Linked DNA regions of Macaca mulatta: region 1 is linked to region 2. The links are chromatin contacts, called in public Hi-C maps. All regions are on one chromosome and are shown on one strand. Each heading gives the region's core, a stretch centred on a gene start, on an enhancer-like site or on the middle of the called end of the contact. The rest is flanking DNA. Distances are from core to core; before and after follow the strand shown.

The links. Hi-C and Micro-C count contacts between places; a contact is called where the count stands out from the background.
Region 1: a Hi-C map of fetal cortical plate shows a contact between it and region 2, with 3 times the contacts expected there. The contact joins the promoter of SCRN2 here to the promoter of CDK5RAP3 in region 2. A contact is called at or near these places in 3 of 14 Hi-C or Micro-C datasets (fetal cortex germinal zone, fetal cortical plate and liver).

The regions. Positions count from the first base shown.
Region 1 is chr16:62,188,060-62,191,664 of T2T-MMU8v2.0, reverse strand. SCRN2 (secernin 2) reads right to left here and starts at 2,189. Exons shown (of 8, transcript XM_077971354.1): 1 at 2,100-2,189; 2 at 1,568-1,735; 3 at 1,082-1,269; 4 at 339-538. The coding sequence starts at 1,735.
Region 2 is chr16:62,052,546-62,056,134 of T2T-MMU8v2.0, reverse strand. It overlaps CDK5RAP3 (CDK5 regulatory subunit associated protein 3), which reads left to right and starts at 1,315. Exons shown (of 14, transcript NM_001261645.1): 1 at 1,315-1,398; 2 at 1,609-1,654. The coding sequence starts at 1,393.

The DNA.
Region 1 (3,605 bases), core at 940-3,439, 130 kb before region 2:
AGAGAACGACCAACCCTCATGGAGCCTACAGTGTGGTGGGGGAGGCAGACAAAATAGTCGCAGAGATAAATGTAAGCATGCAACTGTGTTGAATGCGATGAAAAAGAAGTACCTGCTTGCATATAAGCAGGAAACCTGACCACCCAGGGAAGTCCAGGAAGGCTTCCGAGAGGAAGCAGCAGGCTGTAGCACAAGGAAGACTTAACCGAGTGAAGGGGAGAAGGGTTCCCAAGTGAGCTCATCTCCCATCTCCCTGAATGTCCCGACAGGCTTGCACCTGGATCGGGCCCCTACCATTTCTCCCACTTCCCAAGGCTGGCAGAAAGGGAATGCCTCACCCTGGATCCTCTGTGCGGCCCAGAGCCTACCAGCTGTCTCCAGCACCCATGCCTCTGTGCGGTCAGCCAGCAGGAAGGTGTTGTGGTAGGAGAATGGCGCAGGGTCCTCCAGGCAGCTGCCCCCCTGCCCATAGCGCTCCAGTAAGCCTGTGATCACATGCAAGGCCTCCTGGGCAGAGCTGCTCCGTTCCAAAGCCAGCCTGGCAAGAGAGAGGACCAAGGGACAGAAGGGTGACAGAGGGATCAATGGCTGGTGGCAGAAGCTCCAGGGGACAGAAGAGGCCTGGAGAGGTTTGGTGACAGGCCCAAGTCACACAGCAAATCTGCTGGCACTGATCGTATCAAACACAATTACACCAGTGGCTTTCAATGCTCTCGTTCCATGTGCTATGCTTTGAGGGTTCCATGAAAAGGCCTGAAACACTGTTTCAGAGAGAAAAGTGTCCTGAGCCCCCAACCTCTCTCCACCCAGAGCTGCTCCATCCACTATTACTGGTTTTATAAATCGGGACTCTATGTGAGATTTCAACTGAAAATAAATAACCACTGCTCTATTTCTGGGCCAGGAGAGGCCCAAAGGTGGCTGCTGTTGCAGCCTTCCTCACGAGGGCACGAGGGCAAAGTCTGCAGAGTGGAGGAGGCCCCTGTGAACCAGGCTGGGGGAGGAATGGATGGGCCCAGGTCAAAACTCAGCCCCCAGATTTCTGGTGTTTCAGGCAGATGAGGAAGGGCAGGGTCTGCACCTGAGCAGGTCCATGCCCAGCAGGGCTTCCCCCTCCCCAACTTGCTCCTTCGTCCACACAGCCTCGTTGCCAATGCAGACACCATGCTCGTTGGCGCCCATCTCAGCCCCCCATAGCCAAGAAGGACGGCTCAGAATCACAGCGTGCGTCTTCGACACCTGTTCCACTTCAATGTATGTGCACTGGAGGTGAGGGAGGAGAAAGGAAGTGTCCACTCAGAGAGGGGCGGCCCCTCGAGTGCTGGCACTCTGCCAATCACCTTATAGATCCCTTTGAGGAATGTCTCATTCCCATTTTATAGAAGAGGAAACTGAGGTAGACTGAGGCTACATAATGGGCTCAGGTCCAGGTTGGTAGGCTTAAAGCTCATGCTCTTTAACTACTTCTGGCAGCCTCCCACGTGTGGGGAGCAGGGGAAAAGGTCTTAGAAGAATGCAGAGCTCTGTCACACCTCCCAGCACCCCATAAGGCCTAACCCACCTGGAGCCGGCTCCCAGGAGTGTGAGAACCTGCGGGGACAAACACCACCTCCTGCACCTCGTCCCGGGGTCGGTCCGAGTTCTTGGCAAAGATCACAGCTGGGATGGCTGAGGCCGGGGGCACAGAGACAAAGCAGTCGCAGGAACATGGAGAGTCAGGGCTCGACGATGCCATCTGGGGAGAGGCGGGCCTCTCCATAAACCTGGCCACAGCTCAGCCCCGGGGAGCCGCCTACCCCCACACGCGTAAACGACGCGCAGGGAAGACACCGCCGTGGCTCCTGGACGCTCGGCGCACACACCATGCCCCGGTGTGCGGGAGCAGTGGTGCCCACCCTCTCCCCAGGCTCCAGGCTTGGGAGTCCGCAGGCGGGCACTCCGAGGATCCCGCCCCCACTGGGAGTTCCGGCCCTTGGGAGCAGTCGTGGGACCGTTCCCCTCGCTACCCCACCAAGAGTCCCGCGGCCCTGCGCATGTCCAGATACCCGACCCTCTTCTATCCAACCCTTCTCTCACCCCCAATACTGTATTCCCCTCACTCTCTCTCCCTCCAAGACCCCAGCTCGGTCCCGGGTGCCACCTCCTCCGCTTCTGGCCAGGGCCGCCCCATTGGGCGGAGACTCCCAGGCGACCTGGAAGGCCTTCGGCCTCCGGGTCGGAGCCGGAACGGAGCGTGCAGCTCCGCCGTTTTCCACCAGGGCGCGCGCCTGCACCACTTCCCGGAGCGGAGCGGCCTTGCGAGCCACACCTGGCTTCCTGTCCTACCCGGGCGCCCATTTTAGGCCTGACAAAGGTTGCTAACCCCACGGAGTCACTGCGGGGAGCTGGAGCTAGGGGTGGAAAGGATCCCGCGTGAAAAGGGAGCCTTTGTCAGAGAAGGGGGACTGCTGGGACATCTGGAGACTAAGGAAGAACCTCAAGATACTTGAGTCCCGGTTTGAATCCCAGAGGCGCAATCCCAGGCTGGAGGCACCCAGGGGACTAAGATACAGAATACAAGAGTGGTGGAGGCTAGGTGCGGGGGGCTGGCCCCTGTAATCCCAGCACTCTGGGAAGCTGTGGTGGGAGGATCACTTGAACCCAAGAGTTCAAGACCAGCCTGGGTAACATAGCAAGACCTCCCCTCTACAGAAAATATTTTAAAATTAGCTGGGCGTGGTGTTGCGTGCCTGTAGTCCCAGTTGTTCAGAAGGCTGAGGTGGGAGGATCGCCTGAGCCAGATAGGTCGAGGCTGCGGTGAGCCAAGATCACACCACTGCACTCCAGCCGTGGTGACAGAGCATGACCCTGTCTCTTAAAATAAATAAGGGAACAGGTGCACAAAACCCATCTGATCCCAGAGGGCCTATCTGTCCAATAGTGTTCCAACCCATAGGAAGATAGCTTTAAAAACAAATTTAGAACTTTCTAGTTCAAAGATTTAGTGCCTTTACCTGTAGTGAAACTGAAACCACAAAGAAGTCGTGGCCAAAGGTGACACAGTCATATGGGGGTATACTCTCACCCCAAATGTTTTGATTTTCAGTTCATTTTTCTCTACAAACCATCTCTCCATAGCCATCATTAAGACAAATGCATCTTACACCCTTTTGCTATATGGAGCCCTCCAGGAATGGAGGGAGGGGAGATGCTGCAGGTTATCTGCTTTCAGGGGTTGCACTGAATCTATAGATGGCTTTGAGTAGTATGCACATTTTAGCAACAGTAATTCTTCCAATCTGTGAGCATGAAATATTTTTCCATGTCTTTGTGTCTTCTTCAGTTTCTTTTATCAATGTCTTACTTTCAGAGTACAGATCTTTCACCTCCTTGGTTAAATTTATTCCTAAATATTTTATTATTTTGATAGTTATTGTAAATGGGACTATTTTCTTGATTTATTTTTTGTATAGTTTGTTATTAGTGTATAGGAACACTACTGACTTTTGTACATTGACCTTGTATCCTCTGACTTTACTGTATTTGCTTAACAATTCTAACAGTGGGCCGGGCACAGTGGCTCACATCTGTAATCCCAGCACTTTGGGAGGCCAAGATGGGCGGAT
Region 2 (3,589 bases), core at 66-2,565:
CTCCTTTGAACTCCAAAATTATAGACCCAAGTGCCTTCTGCACACTTTCCATCTGGGGGTATCTCAGCATTGCCAGACCAGGTTCAAAGCTAGACCCCCTCCTCCCCAACACCTGCTCAGCATCCTGCATTCCTGTCTCAGGTGGTGGCTTCCACCTAATCACCTAGGTGTCATCCTTGGTGTCTCTCTCCTCCACCTAAACAGCCAATCATATTGCCAAGTCCTATCCATTTTCCTCCTAAATATTCCTCAGATCCAGCCCTTCCCCTTCCTCCCTATACCTTGTGTCCCAGCTCAGGCTATAATCCCTCGATAACAACCTCCTTCCAGCCTCCCTGCCCCCAGTCTTATCTCCCATGCATTCATCATCCCAGCAGCCTATCTGTACAGGTTCCTCCCTGCCTCAAACCCCTTCTGTGATTCCTCTGTCTGAAGAGATGAAGTCCAAGTTCCTTAATGAGGCTCCCTTTGATATGACCTTTCCACCTTTACAGCCTCTCCTCAGCCACTCGGGCCTGCCCGCAGAGTCGACTTCATCTTGAAATTTTTCATTTTGTAACAAAGGGCCATGCATTTCCATTTTGCACTGGACCTCACAAATTACGTTGCCCGTCCAGCCTGCCTGTTGTTGCTTGCACCCCTCTTGCAGTTTGTGGCCACCTAAGCTGTGTCTCTGTAGTCTCCTCCATCTAAAACTCCTCTTCCCACATCACCCAGCTATCTTCAGCAAACTCCTCTTCCCACATCACCCAGCTATCTTCAGCTGTTCGTTTAGACTCCATGTAGGTGTTCTCTTTGGGACGTCTCACTGATCCTCCTCCTTCCCCTTCCCTGCCCTAATCGCCCAACACGTTGCAGGTGCTCAACCATGTCTACTTGAGAAACTTAATGAGAAGGCAAAGCATGACAAGTGCCACAAGAGACCTGTACACTGCTCTGGATGGTAAAGTGACGCAAGAAGGGAAGAAGGCATTTGCAACGGCCTCCCAGATCGGCGCTAGGACCCCGCCAGCAGACACCTCAATCCGCACGGAGAGGATCCAGTGCCCGCCTGGGCAAGCTGCTGCCAAGCTGGGCTCTCGGGCGCCGCCTGCCTCAATCGCACGGCCGCTGCAGCGCACCCCCGCCAGTCCCCGGCCGTGAGCCCGCCTCGCGTCTCCGATTGGCTGTCTCCATTCTCCCGCCCCTCCCGAGCTCAGCCTTTTGGAGCCTTGGGGTGGGCGGGGCTGGAGGCCTGAGTGGAGCGTATACCCTGATAGGCTGTACGGAAGGCGGCGACGTGGCCGAAGGAAGCCCGTTTGTGTCTAGACTGAAGCTCGGCCATAACGCCACTGGATTGGTGGTGGCGGGGGCGGGCCAGAGTCTCCGGCCTGAAGCGGAAGTGGAGGAAAGATGGAGGTGTGGGGACAGGAGCTGGGTGTGCTGGGAACTGGCCGCGGACCCCTAACCTATGTCCCCGGTCTCCCTCCGGGCGCGGCTCAACCCAGCCCATCGCTCTGGCCTTGTTCTGGCCCTGCAGGGTGGTGGTTGGGACCGTGAAATGAGCGCGCGAGTGGCTCGTCCTCCCAGCCGCGCTCACGCCCCCCTCCCCACCGTGTTTCCCTCCAGGACCATCAGCACGTGCCCATCGACATCCAGACCAGCAAGCTGCTCGGTAGGAGGGGGCGCCACCGCTTAGCTGGCTGTCGGGGGGAGGCCTGTTCGTTGCCCCCTGTGTCCAACAGCTGGGAGCTCTGACGCCTGAAAGCCGGGGTCGAGGTGCTGACCACTGGCTTCGTTCTACGCCCCACGTGTGGCCAGACCTGCTTCCCTGAGAGCAGCCGGAAGGAACCATATGTAGAGTCTGTTTGACCTGTGTTTTCTCCTTTAATAACATGTTATCTATCATTCAGGGATAGGATAAATGACTCGCTTTAAAAACAGTCAACCATGGCCGGGCGCGGTGGCTCATGCCTGTAATCCCAGCACTTTGGGAGGCCGAGGCTGGCGAATCACCTGAGGTCGGGAGTTCGAGACCAGCCTGACCAACCTGGAGAAACCTTGTCTCCATGTCTCCATGACTAAAAATACACAGACACAAACACAAAATTAGCCGGACTTGGTGGCACATGTCTGTAATCCCAGCTACTCGGGAGGCTGAGGCGGGAGAATCGCTTGAACCCAGGAGGCAGATGTTGCGGTGAGCCGAGATCTCACCATTGTGCTCCAGCCTGGGCAGCAAGAGCGAAACTCCATCTCAAAACAAAAAACAGTCAACCGGCCGGGCGCGGTGGCTCAAGCCTGTAATCCCAGCACTTTGGGAGGCCGAGACGGGCGGATCAGGAGGTCAGGAGATCGAGACCATCCTGGCTAACACGGTGAAACCCCGTCTCTACTAAAAAATACAAAAAACTAGCCGGGCGAGGTGGCGGGCGCCTGTAGTCCCAGCTACTCGGGAGGCTGAGGCAGGACAATGGCGTAAACCTGGGAGGTGGATGGAGCTTGCAGTGAGCTGAGATCCGGCCACTGCACTCCAGCCCGAGCGACACAGGGAGACTCCGTCTCAAAAAACAAAAAAGCAGTCAACCACTAAGTGGCACATTTGGAACTTAAGTCTGTCTGACCCACTGTCCATGCCCTTTGCATTAGGCCAGAAAAAAAAAAAAAAAAACACCCCTCATTTAAAAATCTTCACCTCCCACTTGATTTTAGGAGGAAGAGAGACCTAAGACCCAGTTGGAAATGAAGACCTTTTAGTGTCCAGGCCATCTCCAGGTTATCTGTATGGGGCCTGCATGCTTCCTCCCCAGTTCATAATCAGGGAAGGCCTCTTCGTCTGATCACAGCTCCTGGCATTTTAAAATGCTTATTGGATTCATGGATTTGATGCCAGTCTTGTCCTTAAGATGGTATCTGACGGCCGGGCGCGGTGGCTCAAGCCTGTAATCCCAGCACTTTGGGAGGCCGAGACGGGCGGACCACGAGGTCAGGAGATCGAGACCATCCTGGCTGACACAGTGAAACCCCGTCTCTACTAAAAAATACAAAAAAACTAGCCGGGCGAGGTGGCGGGCGCCTGTAGTCCCAGCTACTCGGGAGGCTGAGGCAGGAGAATGGTGTGAACCCGGGAGGCGGAGCTTGCAGTGAGCCAAGATCACGCCACTGCACTCCAGCCTGGGCGGCAGAGCGAGACTCTGTCTCCAAAAAAAAAAAAAAAAAAAAAAAAGATGGTATCTGACTACCCCAGTCCATTGCTTCTAGTTCTGTGACATCAACATAATTTTTCTTTCTGAAAACTTTACAGGAATATAGCAGAGGGAGTATAACTGATACTAGTGTGGGACCCCAGTGTTTGACTGGTTGGCAGAGTACAGGTTCTGAATTCACCACTCTGTGGGGCCATTTAGTCTGTCCTGCTTGGTGGCCATGAGGGGCTTCTTTAGCCTCCCTTCAGATTTGTACTGGCCCTTCAGCCCATGTGCAGTCTTGCTGTGTGAGCTTGTTCTTGGTCATGAAAAGGACCAATAAAATGACTACCATTCATTGAGGGTTTGTTTTGTACCAGGTGCCGTTTTAGGCACTTAACATGATAAAAATGATCACTATGATT